Regions from separate parts of the Oryctolagus cuniculus genome. Here region 1 is linked to region 2. A link is a contact called in public Micro-C data. All regions are on one chromosome and are shown on one strand. The core of a region is the stretch at or near the end of the contact, and the rest is flanking DNA. Distances in the headings are between cores, read along the strand shown.

The links. Hi-C and Micro-C count contacts between places; a contact is called where the count stands out from the background.
Region 1: a contact with region 2 is called in a Micro-C map of ear pinna, with 4 times the contacts expected there. The contact joins the promoter of MIURF here to the enhancer-like site in region 2. A contact is called at or near these places in 3 of 6 Hi-C or Micro-C datasets (ear pinna, skin fibroblasts and an unstated tissue).

Annotation. Positions count from the first base shown.
Region 1 is chr11:115,736,343-115,743,771 of mOryCun1.1, reverse strand. MIURF (mitochondrial elongation factor 1 upstream open reading frame) reads right to left here and starts at 2,133. Exons shown (of 2, transcript XM_070052954.1): 1 at 1,848-2,133. The coding sequence starts at 2,133. The coding sequence ends at 1,921.
Region 2 is chr11:115,527,538-115,534,775 of mOryCun1.1, reverse strand. No RefSeq gene overlaps it. Among named protein-coding and RNA genes, the nearest start is that of CBX7, 15 kb to the right of the region's middle. Within about 2 kb of position 5,100, at least 3 of the 8 cell types and tissues checked have an H3K27ac peak or open chromatin away from gene starts, as enhancers often do. A contact at or near this core is called in ear pinna, where this site is marked.

The DNA.
Region 1 (7,429 bases), core at 884-3,383, 210 kb before region 2:
CCCGGGGGTCCCGGGGGCTCACACCAGCTCGGCTCCCATCTCCTCGCTCCTCACCACTGTTCCGGAAGCTTCGTGGCGGCCTCTGGCTCACTCACTGCCAGGCTCCCGGTGCCGTCCTGACGCCGTCAGTATCTGCTGCAGGAGCGAACCATTACCCCTCTCCCTGGCATCCGGTCTGCTTTTGAGGGATGGTGATACAGGGCACAGCCCAACTCCCAGACCAGAACACTAAGGTCTCAGTGCCTCCCTTCTCCCCTCGTGGGTGACAGGGCCCCGTGGGCAGCACCCCAGCCTTGGCCCTGAACTGCCGGGGCGGGGCTGAGAACCAACAGTTATTACATAAGGCAGCCCCTCCCACTTTCCCCGTCCAGAACAGCACCTTCTACCTGACTGGCAGGCCTCGTGCCCAGCCCCCCCATCGTGTTCTGCCTCGGCCAACAGTGCACATGCAGCCGCCCTCACCCCCCAACCCCCCAACCTCATCTGCTCGGCCTGGCTGCCCTGGACCACTGACCAGCTTACTCTCCACCCTACCCTGGCACGCCCAAGACACACACGGGCCACGGACTCCCCTGCTCCCAAAGCCGTGACGACCCCCGGTAGCAGCACCACAGCTGCCTTACCGGGAAACTCCACATCCCTCTGGCCGCTCCAGCCCCCGGCCAGCTCCCGGCCTTACGCAGCATCGTTCCATCAGTCTGCAGCTTCCACGCAGGCACTCACTTACTCGGCCCCTGCCCAGCCCCGACTCCTCACGAGGGAAACCTCCACTGCCTCTCCCGAGAGCCGCCGCGAGTCCCGCCCCGGGCAGAGTGCGGCCTTCACGGCCCTGCGCCCAGCCCCAGCTTACGGCACCTCACACCCAACTCCTCCGGGTGGGTGGCTCTCTCCCCAGGGCTGGCCACAGCGCCACACGTGAGGCCCGCCGGGAAGGCTCCTGACGCTACAGCCGGACCTCCTGATGACAGTGGTGTGGAGCGCAAACAGAGCTCACACGCCACGCGCCAAGCACCACCGAAGTGCGCTGTGCTGCGCTCGGTTAACGCCCGTAACAGCCGGGAGAGGTCTGTAGGCCCGAGCATTCCTAACCTGAAAACCCAAAACTCAACATCAACACAGCGTGAGCGAGAACGCGACACCCCAAGTGCAGAATCCCGGCCCTGCCCTCCCGTGGTGCACTGTCTCCAGGCTACGCACGGCAGGTGAGGCACGGTAGGTGTGGTACCGTAGGTGTGGTACGGAACACAGGGGACCTGTTTTAACTGGGCCCCTCATTATGCACGTGCAAAGATTCCGCATCTGAATAATCCGGAAATCCGGTCCGAAGCACCTCTGACTCGGGACACTTGTCTACAGCCACACCACGCCGAACGCGCCGATGTCGTCGGATACGGGCCTCGGCCTGTACACATTCTCCACCTAAGGGGGAAACGGGGCCCCAACAGTGTGCTGATGCCCCAGCCCCAGCCCCAGCCCTCACGACGGTGCCGGGATCGCGGCAGCGCTGAGGTCTGCCCCTGTGCCCGCTTCACGGGCTGTGCCGCACCGAACGGACTCTGCGCCGGGAACACGAGCAGCCCAGCAAGGCTGCATGCACTCCGGATGAACCGGCCTTCAACCAACGTCTTTTCTAACACGCATGCGTAGGCCGTTCTGTGACATGAACGCTGACAGCAGCTCTGTCCCGGTGGGATTCAAACGCAGGGTCTGATCTTCTCCGTGAGAGAACCGACCCACTGCAGTCAACGCGTCTGGAACCCCACATGTTTCCAGGGACCCAAGCAAGCACCCTGGTCGTTAAAAGGACGGGTCCCCCTTTCTGGCCCTGAGGCAAGGGGCCTACGCACCTGGGGCTCCTTAGCGCATGTGTCCGCGGCGGAGAGCAGGCTGCCCTGTCCTGACGGGAGGCAGGAGAGGCCCCTAGAGGAGCCCCCCCAGCCCGCTGTGCAGGAACACCAGGCCTTTCTGCAGCTGCCTCTCTCGGGCCTCGGGGTCCGCTAGCTTCTGATTCTTCCGGAACTCTCGGCGGATGGCGGCCAGGTAGAAGTCCCGGTCGGTGTAGCGCAGCTCCCGGCCCCGGCGCAGCAGCGCCCGATACAGACTCAGCACGGCCTTCCGGCTCCACGGGGCCATGGGGGACTGGCAGGGACTGGGCGTCACGCTGCAAACGAAGGCAAACACACGGACGCCTGGAGTCACAGCTCCGGGCACGAGGAGCTGCAGCCTTCCAGGGCGAGGGGTTCTGCACCCTGGGTCGGCCTCCCAAGGCTACACAACCTAGCCTCCCGCCAGCCCGCCGCGAGCGCCACCCCCTGCCTCTCTGCGCTCGCCCCAGGTCCCGGCCAGCGGCCGGAGCACCGCCTGCCTCCAGCACATCTTACACAGCGGTGCGTGCTACCACGGGTGCCCGCGCGACAGCTCCTCTACCCCATCCACAACCCGTGTCCTCACACCGGCCCCCGGGAAGGAAGCGACCTGGCCAACTCGCAGGTGCACACCTGTAATGCGGAGGGCCGCCCGCCCCTGTGCGGGCGCTCCCCCGCCGGTCCCATCGGGCGCCCGGCGCACACCACGGGCTCAGACACCCTCCACGCACGAGAAACGGCACTGGGCAGGGAGCTCCCTGGCTGTGGGCCCGAAGCCGGCTGCCCGCTAGCCCTCGGGCTGGCGAACTTCCTACGTGAGCCGGAGCACGTCCCCGTCGCCGGGGGGGGGGGGGGTACAGAAAATCCACAGACGTGCTCGATCAGCCAGAAAGCGCCTGTCACACGCGGCCTGCGACGACAAGGTCGCTCGGCCGGAGCCGGGCCCAGCCTGGACGCGAAGTCCCCGAGACGGGGCGGGCCGGCTCGGGGCCCCGGAGGAGTCCGAGGCGGCGGGGCCGGGGCGGGGCCGCGGCGGGGCCTCCCAGGGTGAAAGTCCAGGGCGGGCCGGGCGAGACCCCCGGCAGCAGGCAGGGGCCTGGGCCCCGTCCGAGGCGAGCCACCGGCCGGGCCTGGCGGGCACGCGCGGGAAGTGCCCGGCCGCCCGGCCGCCGCCAGCCCTCAGTCTCCCCTCACTCACCCGCGGGCCGCGCGCTACCACTCCTCGGCACTCGCCTCTCGCCCGGCGCCTCTCTCCGGGTCACCCATCAATATGGCCCCTTTACTTCCGGGACACGACCTTGAGGGCGGGACTGAAAGGGAGCACGGAGGCGGGCGGAGGCGGAGAGACTTCCGGTCTCCCCTCGGCGCCCTCCCTTCCAGGGAGGCCCCGCCTTCTCGCGGGGCCCCGCCCCCAGCCAGCCTCCGTCTGTGACGTCACCGAGGGCCAGCCCTGCCTAGGGCGCCTGGGCCCCGCCTCCCGGGCTGCGGCCGCGCGGGGGTCGGGTCGTGGGCGCCGGGTTGGGGGCCCCAGCGGGCCTCTTGCTGCCGTCGGCCCCGTGTCCGGCCCTGCGCGGCCTGCTGGCCGCGGGTTGCCAACACCAACATCGCGTTCTTGCAGATGTGCGTCTTGGATGTGTTTCCCCCTCCGTGTTTTTTCCGCCCGCTAGGCCCCTCGGCTCGTGGACAACCCCCACGCACCCTTCCGTCCAGGTGCAGCGCCGCTGCCCGCTCCACTCGCGCTGTCCAGCGCCGTCCTCACTTTGGACCCCGCATGTACGCGTGCACCTGCTGGCGGCGGTTCCCGCAGGCGCTGTGTGGGCGCCGTTTGGGTACCCATCTGTCTGCATTAGTAGATTCGAGGACCGGGCCGTGTCCCCGGGAAACCTGCCAGCCCCACGCGCCCCGACTCCACGGCGCCTGGCTCGCTTGGGGCTGCGGGGGTCAGGCCGCGCTGGCCCCCAGCCCCACCGCCTCGCGACCGCTGCGCCCTTTCTCAGCCCCGGGCCGCTGCGAGGGCTTCCGCGAACGGCTTCCCTTCTCAACGAATGGCGGCGGAGGCCCCTGGGAGCGGGCCTAGACTTGGGGGCGAGCCACGTGGTGGCTGGCGGCAGGGTGCAGGAGGGTGGGTCTGGCTGTGGGACAAGGCCCCGGGGCGGGGGTGGGGACATTCCTGGGAAGGGGCAGCAGGCCGACGCCCGCTGGGGGCTCTACAGGACCAAAGCCAGTGCTTCCGGACCCTGAGCGGGAGCTGGGGGAAGAGGCCTCTGGGCGTCAGGGAGGCCCAGTGTGGGAGGAGCCGCTGGAGGGCTGAGCACAGGGGTCCGGGTGGCTGGGGGTGCTGAAGCCGACGTGGGCTGAAGCTGTCGCAGCAGCTGCCTCTGCCCTGATGTCAGCCAGGTCCTCGGCTCCAAGGCCTCCCTCTGTGGTCCCTAAGAGCCCCAGACCCCTGGCTGAGGGGACGCCGCCGCCTGCCGCCCCCCTCACCCACCGGCGGCTCTCTTGCCCCTGTCTTTAGACCGTGGCTTGTTCTGTCGAGGACTGGACGTTGGGGGACAACAGCTCCAGAAGTGGGTGTCCCTGCCTCCCGACCCAGCTGCAGGCTTGTGGGGCGCGAACCCGCAGGGGGGCGTCTCTGTCTGCCTCTCTCTCCCACTTTCTGTCCCTCTGCCTGTTAAACCAAAGAAGTGAAAATGTAAACAATGTTCAGCAATGACCTCCCTCCCACCATGCGCGTGGAGACAGCACCATCCTGTGTGAAGCACCTACTGCGTACCAGGCGTTGAACCAGGTCCTTAGCAAATGTATTCTGTCTAATCTCGGGGCCCTGTGCGGCAGCTGGCACAGTCCTGATCTACAGACGAGCAAGCCGAGAGCGAGCAGGACCGGGCCAGGGGGCTCCCCACGGTGCAGAGCCGGAGGTGGGGAAGCTCTCTGGCGGACCCCAAGTCCGTTTTCCTCCGAAACGTGCATTCTTTCCACTCTTTCAGGCTGCCCTACTTTGCTTTTTAAAGAAATGTTAGTGACCTAAATAAATCTAATTGGTGACATTTCCAGCTGGAAGACAAGGCCACCTCTCCTCTCCTGCTGTCTAGCACAGTATTTTTAGAAGGAGCGGTTGCAGGGTCTGCCCTCCCAGTCAGCACCCTGGCCTCCTCTTGTTCTTCGGGGTCTTTATTTGCAGGCTCACAGGGCCTCTGCCCATCCCCAGTGTAACCATGCCTGGGAGGGTGGGCGGCAAGGCAGGCGGCTGGCACCCCAGTGCACCTGCGGCAGGCAGCACCGGCCCCATCTCAGGGGATCCTGGGAGCTTTCGGGTGCTATTGCAGGGCTGAGGTTGATCCATGCTCTTCTAGTTGGTCGTGGCCAGAGGGGGAGTGCGCGACCAGAGAGAGCACTTGTTTACCCCGAACAGGGACTTGCACACAGCAGGCGTTTAATTGTTGAATTCAGAGAGCCTGGGAGAAACGGACTGTTCCACCTGGGTCAGGGTGGTCGCTCTATGCCGTCCGAGGGGCATTTGGGGATCACGAGAGCCCGGGGCAATGCCTTCAGCTCTGTGTGCTTCGGGTCCCTCCTCCATGAGGGGGAGATGGCGATGAGACGCTGATGAAGATGACCTGAGTGAGGGCAGGGGTGCCGGTGCACAGCACGCAGTGGCTCCTGTCTTTATACGTGCACTGCTTTCTCGTGTGGGGATGGGCACGTGCGGTTATTAGCCCACAGGCAGACTTTGGAAACCCAAGAGGCCAGTGCCAGGCCAGGACCTCAGGGAGTCTCACGCTGCGGTTCCCATCTGGCCCTGGACAGCCTCGCTGGTGGCCAAGGGTCTGCCCCCCACCTCCGGGGCTGAGGCAGGACGCGGGCGGAGGGGAACAAAACCTTCTTGCTGAATGCCCAGGAGAACCTGCACTGCTGTTTCCAGTGTGTTAACCAGGGTTAGCCCCTGCTCAGTGTTTCCTGAGCAGCCGGCACAGCCCGGGGCCAGGGGAGGCCGAGCAGAAAAGAAGTGGCAGTTCCTCCAGGTCGGGTCCACAGGGGAGACGGACAGGGCACAGACAAGGGCTCGTGTGGCAGGAACTCGAAGCGGCTGTGATCTGCCGGAAGTGTGTGTGTGTGTTGGTTGGGGAATGGGGGGCGTGGCCAACTGCCGGGATCCAGGAGCGAGGAGCCCAGGGTGAGCACAAGGCTGGACAGGGGAGCCTCCTGGGTTTTGGCTACAGCTGCCTGGCCCGAGGGTGCCCAGGGAGGAGCTGCTGGCCAGCTGGTGTGCTTCAGGGGCCTGCACCTGCTCCGCTGGTGTGAAGTCGGTCGTGGATTTGAGCTCTGCCACCCAGTAGCCAGGCAACTTCAACAAGGCTCTCAATACCTGTGGGCTTCAGTGCCCACACCTGCACAAGGGAGTTCTTTTTTTTTTTTTTTTTTTTAAGATGTATTTAGTTGAAAGTCAGAGTTACACAGAGAAGGAGAGTCAGAGAGAGAGATCTTCATTGTTCACTCCCCAATTGACTGCAACAGCCGGAGCTGCGCCAATCTGAAGCCAGGAGCCAGGAGCTTCTTCCAGGTCTCCCACGTGGGTGCAGGGGCCCAAGGACTTGGGCCATCTTCTACTGCTTTCCCAGGCCACAGCAGAGAGCTGGATGGGGAGTGAAGCAGCTGGGTCTCGAACCAGCACCCATATGGGATCCCGGTACTGCAGGCGGCGGCTTTACCCGCTATACCACAGTGTCAGCTCCAGGAGTTCTTTTTTTTGACAAGGCAGAGTGGACAGTGAGAGGAAGAGAAAGGTCTTCTTTTTCCATTGGTTCACCCCGCAATGGCTGCTGCGGCCAGTGTGCGGTGATCCAAAGCCAGGAGCCAGGTGCTTCCTCTTGGTCTCCACACAGGTGCAGGACCCAAGCACTTGGGCCATCCTCCACTGTACTCCTGGGCCACAGCAGAGAGCTGGACTGGAAGAGGAGCAATCAGGACAGAATCCGGTGCCCTGACTGGGACTAGAACCCAGGTGCCAGCGCCACAGGCGGATTAGCCTAGTGAGCCGTGTTGCTGGCCCAGGAGTTCTCTTTTTTTTTTTTTTTACAGGCAGAGTGGACAGTGAGAGAGAGACAGAGAGAAAGGTCTTCCTTTGCCGTTGGTTCACTCTCCAATGGCCGCCGCGGCCAGCGCGTGCGGCCGGCGCACCGCGCTGATCCGATGGCAGGAGCCAGGAGCCAGGTGCTTTTCCTGGTCTCCCATGGGGTGCAGGGCCCAAGCACCTGGGTCATCCTCCACTGCACTCCCTGGCCACAGCAGAGGGCTGGCCTGGAAGAGGGGCAACCGGGACAGAATCCGGCGCCCCGACTGGGACTAGAACCCGGTGTGCCGGCGCCGCTAGGCGGAGGATTAGCCTAGTGAGCCACGGCGCCGGCGGCCCAGGAGTTCTTTGAAGTATCCAAGTGGTCAGACCTTGACCTTGACTCATGCTGAGATTGGATGCTTGCGCTGAGAATCATAACTTCCGCTGGGGTCTTGGGGAGATCAGGCAGCCGACAAGGGTGTGGCCCATTGGAGGGGCTCAGAGGCTGAGC
Region 2 (7,238 bases), core at 3,851-6,350:
AGCAGGGAGCTGGACTGGAAGTGGGGCAGCTGGGACTCGAACCAGCGCCCAAATGGGATGCCGGTGCTATGCCTCTGAGCCAGCCCCATAAATGTCCATTTTGAAAGCCACGGTGAGCTGGGTGTTCCGCTGCTTGGAACCTCAGCATCTAGATCCTGGCCTGTGGTGTCATGAGGCCCCCGTGGGGGTGTGTGGCGGCAAGGGGGCGGCTCCCTCACGGGAGGGTGGTTTAAGTGCCTGGGCTCTCTGGGGAGTGTTCAGGGGTCCTGCAGCCCAGTCCAGCTGAAGAGGAGGCTGTGTTCTTCCTGCCCCCACCCCACTAGGGGACCCCCGCAGCGCCACCCTTGCCTTCAGGGTCAAGTCCAGATAGCTCACCCTGCAGCTGCTGCCCGCCCTCCCTGGCTGCCGGGAGACCACTGGCACTGCTGCGCCGGGGTGGGGTGTGTGTATGTGTGTGTGTTTGCTTGACAGGCGCAGCCACAGCTCCGTTTGCTGTGTGTTCCCGGGAGCTGGTTTCTGCACAGTAAGCCAAAGGCTTAATGGCTTGAGATGGCAGTAATTTAATATCACTCGCGGGCCCTGTGGGTCACAAACTTAGGAGAGGCTCTGCTGGGTTGTTCCCCGGGGTCCAGCCTCTCCCTCCTGTGTGCTCCGAGCCTCATCAGGGGTCGCTGTGTGGCTGAGCTTGGGCTTCCTCCCAGCATGGCCGCCAGGGCCCCAGGAAGCTCAGGAAGCTGGAAGCCCTGTGCATCCCCTCCCCCACGAGCCTGCACAGGCTCACGGGGAGAGAAAGCTTGGCACTCCATCTCCTGGTGGAAGCGTGGAAGGTTCCAGAAGAGCCTGTGGGCGGGAGATGTGGGGCAAAGCCGCCGCCTTCCCACCTTCCCCAGGCACTTGCTCCCCGCCCTCGCCCGGGGTTTTCCCATCCTCTCTCCCTGCCAACCCTCAGCCCCGTCTTCCCTCCTTCGTAGCCCCCGGCCTTGCTGCTGTTTTCACTTGGAAACAGGGACTCATGGGAGGACCTGCACCTGCTCCCCTGCCCCCGCCCCCAGCACTGCACCCACATATGCTGCCGTCTCTGCTACTCCTGGGGATGGGGTCGGGGTCTCACCCTGCACCCTGCACCTTTGCCCTGGCTGCACCTCTCCTGCAGTTCCCACCCTCGGCCCCTGCCCCTGCCCTGGCCCCTGGTGCTATAAACAGGTCAACAAGCTCCCTTGGCACCTGAGGAGGGTTTGCACTTGGAATCCTCCAAGCACCAGAACACGGGGGTGTGGGCGGGGCAGACTGCAGCCCAGCCCCCTCTCCTGTCACCCCAGCTTCTATTGCCGGGCGCTGAGCACCTGCCGGTGGATCCCCACTCCGCCCTGAGTAAGCCAAGCCCTGTCTATCATCCGTCGCGCCCTGCCCCACAGCAGACACCTGCCCGCGGCTGAGCCTCCTGCCTGGGTCTCACTCTCCTGGGAGGAGCTGCTCTGTTTGCCTCTCGTGTCCTTGCTGCAAGCCTCTCCCCCCATCAGGCTCCGTGGCTCCGTGGAGGAAGAGTGCACAGCACCTCGGCCCAGGACCCGGCTCTCCTGACCTCACCTCCCGGCTCTGGGCCTCATCTCCCCTGTCCCTGACTGTGGGGGGCCCGGGGCTCAGTTCCCCTGTGTCTGCATCCATTCCCGGGGTGACCTCACCCCGACACCACCCGCGAGCCCATGCCAGCCAGGTGTGTGTCCCCAGTCGGGACAGGGACGTCAGACTCCTGTGTGCAGCTGCCTGCTTGCTCTGGGCATCTCCACGGGCCCTGCCTGACCTCGACACCTGCCCCTCCCCTCTCCCCAGCGGCCCCTGCAGCTCCCCGGCCCAAACTTGGGCTTGCTTTGACCTCCCTTTACTCTCCCCTCACCACATCGGCCCTGGGTGCTGTCAGTCTCTCTTCAGAGCCCATCAGATCCTGACTCCCCCAAGGCCAGTCCCTGCGCCCTTAGCCCCACTGGCTCCCAGGCCAGGGGGTCACCGGCCAGGGTGGGCTCCTCACCGCCTGGGTCAGATCCCTTCTCCGCTCAAACCCTGCACTTCCCAGATCTCATTCAGAGCACCAGCCCAGCTCCTCAGGACGCTGACCTGGCCCCGCCTGCAGCCTGCACTGTGCCTGCCTCGGGGCTCTGCAGGGGCAGGCCCTCCGCCTGCAGCCCCCTCTTCCTGGTCCGGCCTCTGCCGGCTCAGCCCATCACTCCCGTTAGTTCTGGGTCCGGTGCAGCCAGGCCTGCCCTTCCCCCGACCCGGCCTCACCTTTGCTCAGAGCCCTGAAGTCAGCCTGGTTTATGGGTCCTGTTTGGAACGAACACCCCCAGACCGGGGCACACGTCCTCCTACTCGGATGGGAGCTGCCGGCAGGGTCCAGGGGCAGTGTGGGGACCCGGATGCGGCTGTTGAATGCACTGCTGGCCAATCCTGCATTTCTGCTCAGGGAAGGCCAGCTCCGGGGCTTCTGGATCTCTCTCCACCCAGGCTCCAGCCTTTGGGGGAGGGGAGCCCCAGCTCCAGAGCACCCCCTGCCCCAGCACCCGGAGGCCCTGCCAGACCCCCAGCCACACGCGGCCTTTCCCCCAGCGCCGCGTTCCGGCCGCCAGCCTCCGCGGCAGCAGTGACCGTCCCCGAGGTCCAGCCTCATCTCCTCCCCACTCCGGGTCTGTCACCTGTGGCGGCCACTGATCCCCGCCCCACCAACGGGCTCTACTTCCTTCACTCCTGGAAGCCCCGCACTGGACAGAGCTTCTGCATACAGTGGGAGCTCACTCGATGTTGTTAACCTGCGGTAAACAGTTGGCTTAGGGTGGGCGTTGTAGCGCCGCAGGTAAACTCCCGCGTGGGATGCCGCGTGCCACATGGATGTGGAGTCCCAGCCGCTCAGCTTCCGACCCAGCTCCCTGCCAATGAGCCCAGGACAGCAGCGGAGGACGGCCAGGGGCCAGGTGCGCGGGTCCCTGCCCCACTGGGAGACCCGGATGGAGTTCCCGGCTCCCGGCTTCGCCCGGCCCTGTCCCATCCGCTGTGGCCATTTGAGGGGTGAACCAGCAGATGGGAGATCTTTGTATCTCTTTCTGTCACTCTCCCCTTCAAAAAAATAAATAAACTTCAAAAAAGAAAAAAGGAGTTGACGGAATCGCACGGGTCCTGTCCCATGGCGCCCCGTGTGTTTGATCTGCTTTGCGGTTCTCCTCTCACGTGCGCGTGCGCGGAAGGCAGACGGGCACACCTGCGGCTCAGCCCCGCTGGCGCCTTCACGCCGCTTGCATTTTCTTGCCCTAAATCGCCCGTCGAAGCCCGTGTCGTGTCATTGCCACGCTTCAGACCTCGTATGTAGTGGCACACAGCCTTCCGCGGCACCGTCTTTGTCATAATTTACTTAACTAAGAACAGCACACAGATGATCTCACCCCAGTCCCTCCCCCACGAACACACCATACCCTCTCGTCTCCCCCGCCCGCCCCCGCAGACACACCCAGCCCATGTGGCTCGCGGGGGCCCTGGGATTTCCCAGGGGAGGGGTAACAATGGGCTGGACACGTGCACCCCGCAGGGTGGGGCCCCAGCTTCTTCCTCCTACTGTCCCAGAGAGACAGACACAGTTGGATGGGCAGCCAGGCAGGAGGCACCAGCCGCACCCTGGGCAGGAGCCCGGAGCCCAGGACGAACCCAGACGGGGGTTAAGAGTCTCCAGGGCGAGCAGAGGGAAAGGAGAGCTCGAGTCTCAGTACGCTGGGGCCAGGCACCTGCGCCCACCTCTGCAGGTCAAGTGAGGGTGGGCCCCCTGGGGCTCCCTCCTCGCCCTGTGGCCCGAAGCAAACCTCCTGGTCTCTGCCCCCCCCCGGGGAGGGGGGACAGAGGAGGGACGTGGAGCATCTGGTGTCACCCGCCCACACTGGGGGGGTCCCAGGCCTGGACACACGTGCGTGCACTTACATGCACACTCCGCAGTGTGTGGGGCCGCGCAGGCTCCTGCTGGGAGGAGGGTCTCTGAGACACCCCCGGCTCCGGCTCTCCTGGCTCTGAGGCCATGGCAGTGTGCAGAGAAACGGGAAGAACCATGACCCCAGTGCTAGGCGGCTGACCTAGCTGAGTGGGACCTGGGGCAAACCTTTTCCCTCCCGGGACCCCCAGGCTGTCCCAGGGGCGGGCACTGGGAAGCCCGACCCCTCCAGGGGTGGCTGAGCGTTCGAATCCTGCAGACCCTGTGGAGAGGGCCTGGTTAAGGAAGACACCCTGCGAAGGGGCAGTCACGGTGTCATGGATGGCCACATCAACGTCTCCCATTTTACAGATAGAGATACCGAGTCCTGGAGAGGCAGAGTGGCCACAGCATTAGAGACCGGAAGCCAGGGCCCCTCTGGCTCTCCCCCTCCTCCCTTCCAGCCCTGGCCCTGGCCGCTTTCCAGAGCAGCCGTGGGGATAGTGGGTGGGCCGTGGAGCCCCAGGAGGAGGCAGAACAGGAAACAACCCCACACACAACGCCTTTCACTGACGGCTCGGGTCCCTGCTTCCACGGTCCAGGGTCCGTGGATGGCCCGGGGTCGCATGGGACTGGCAGGAGAGGGTCCCCAGTCACCCCAGGTCCAGGGGCACCCCGAGCGGGCCGCTGCTGCTCCGCGCCGGCCGGCCCCAGTGGCTCCGGGCCAATGCCCCCGGCGGCGCGGCCCAGGCAGCTGGACGGGACGGCTGCCAAGAATGCCAGGAATGCGGCGCGGCCGTGCTCTTCCCGCTCCTCTTCCTCCCCCCTGGCGGGGACAGGATATTCCCTGTGCAGGGGACTCCAAGGCCTTCCCTTTATGGGAAACCGCGGGCACTGGTGGGCCCTGCTCCTGCCCTGGGATGGGCGCTGACTGCGGGGCTACATGGGGGGGGGTCTGGGCATCGCACGGGGCCCTGGGGGTCTTGCTGAGGGTCGCCTACTGTGCGCTAAGCCCTTGTGTGTGTTAACCCGCTGACCTGCCATCAACCCCCGCAGAGAAACTTGCCCAGAGCAAGTTACAAGGCTGCACTTGAACGCAGGCCAGTCTGACCGATGCCCACACGGGCCAGCGGGCCAGGTGGCCTCGGCTCAGTCAAGGTGGGAAGTGCACCCTGGGGTGGGACTGGCTCCGCTATGCTCTCTTGCCGCCCCCCGGGGCACCTCTGCGTCCTAGAATCCATGCAGGTCCATGGGCCATTGGCTCCAGGAGGGGCCCCTTTGAAGGGGATCATTCTGGAGAGCCCGGGGGAGAGGATGGGGCTGGCAGGGCGGAAGGGAGGCGCACAGGTAGGGGACAGGCAAGCAGCCCCACCCCAGCCCTGTGATTCTAGAAGGGCCCCTCCCCCAGGCTGCACCCCACACTTGCTGCTTCCCACCCAGCTCTCCCAGCCACTGCCCTGGCGGCAGGTGCAGACCCCACCTTCCCCCTCCTGGAGGGTGGAGGGCCAGCCCTGGTCCAGGCCCTGTTGGCAGGTGGGGGCCAGAAACCCAGAGCCCCAGGGCTGTGTGCTGCAAGGACACCCCCCAACACCAGCCCCAAACACTTGGAGAGAAAGGGGTCACGTCCCCTTATGAATAGGGGAACCCGGGCTGGGAGTGAGCACCCTCAGCCCTCTTAGAGGGAGTCCAGGCTGGGGCTGCGGCGCCCCCTCCCCATCGCCCCACCCCCTCGGCTGCTCGTCTCCCAGCCTGTGGTCCTGCACCGCTCCAGGTCCCCCAGGGGCCAGGGTCAGGTAAACAGGATCCCAGCCGCACTGCCTGGCCCTGTTTACCTCCCGAAAGAATGCGAGTGGCTCTTCCCGGCGGCCACAGTGTGACTCAGCCCTCAGTAATGCGCCGGCCCGCGCAGCCCCTCCAGACCCCAGCCCCTTGCCCCGGTGATGTCACCCAGGCCCCCCCTGCCCCCCGTGGAGCCCACCGGGCTGCAAGTTGCCATGGCAACGGCTCACAACAGGAAGCAAGGCCCCATGGAGGCCTCAGCCAGGCCGAAACACAGGAAGCGCTGAGCACTGGGCAGCATTGTCAGTCCCATAAAAAACAAAACAGGACAAAAAGATTTAATGAGAACAATTAGCCCAAAGAAAAAGGAAAAAAAAAAAAGGCCAAGAAAACAAACAAAGCCAAACAGCCTGAAGGCAGGGGCCTGGCTGAACTCCCAGGACCCCATGTCTTCCCTCCCCACACAATGCAGGGGAAATACAAGGTAGGGGGCGGGGCAGCCCAGGGGCTCAGCTGCTGAACCCCCACTGCTCCTCCAACTTCCCTGGTTACCCCGACCCAGGCCAGCTCTGATCTGTCCTGCAAGGCTTTTTTTTTTTTTTAAAAAGATTTATTTATTTTAAAGGCAGAGTTAGAGAGAGAGAGAGAGAGAGAGAGAGAGAGAGAGAGGTCTTCCATCCACTGGTTCACTCTCCAGATAGCTGCACTGATCCGAAGCCAGGAGCCAGGAGCTTCTTCCGGGTCTCCCACATGGGTGCAGGGGCCCAAGGACTTGGGCCATCCTCCACTGCTTTCCCAGGCCACAGCAGAGAGCCAGATCAGAAATGGAGCAGCCGGGACTTGAACTGACACCCATAGGGATGCCGGCCCCTCCTGCGAATTTTGGGGGGCGAATGGACTGGTCCTCCCACCCCAAGTCCTGCCAGGGGAGGCACAGGCCCTGGGGTCCCTCGGATGCCTGACAGGGAGATTGTGTGCAGGCGACACCCCCTCGAGCCTCAGTTTCCCTGTCAGTGCCCCACCATCCTCAGTGGGCACCATCGGCCTCCCCTCCTCACCTATCCCACAGGTGTTGCAAAGCCTCAAGGTGTAGGCACAGCCCTGGCAACCAGTGGAATGAACTGGTGCAGACTCATGGGCTGGGCAGCAGCTCCCAGGGGTCAGCTGGGGAGGAAGGAACCTCAGCCCCGGGAAGCCCTGCAGGGGCGGGCTCCCCATCAGCAGAGGGACCCTGTGCAAGGGACAGAGCCCGGGGCGGCGAGCGGGCAGCGGCCAGGGCTGCAGCTGGAACTCCCTCTGGGTGATGGGAGGAGAGGATTCTGGGCCCCCGGGCACCCCTCTCTCTACTACTCAGGAGGAGGCAGGCCCAGGGCAGGAGGCCCCACTGCAGGTCATTCTGTCCCCTCTTCAGGAACCTGATGAAGTGAATGGCCCCCAGCAGGGGACAGGGCCTGAGCTGGATAAGAGATGCCCAGGCCATCCCTGGCCACCTGGCTCCACCTTGCACCTGCTGTTGGCC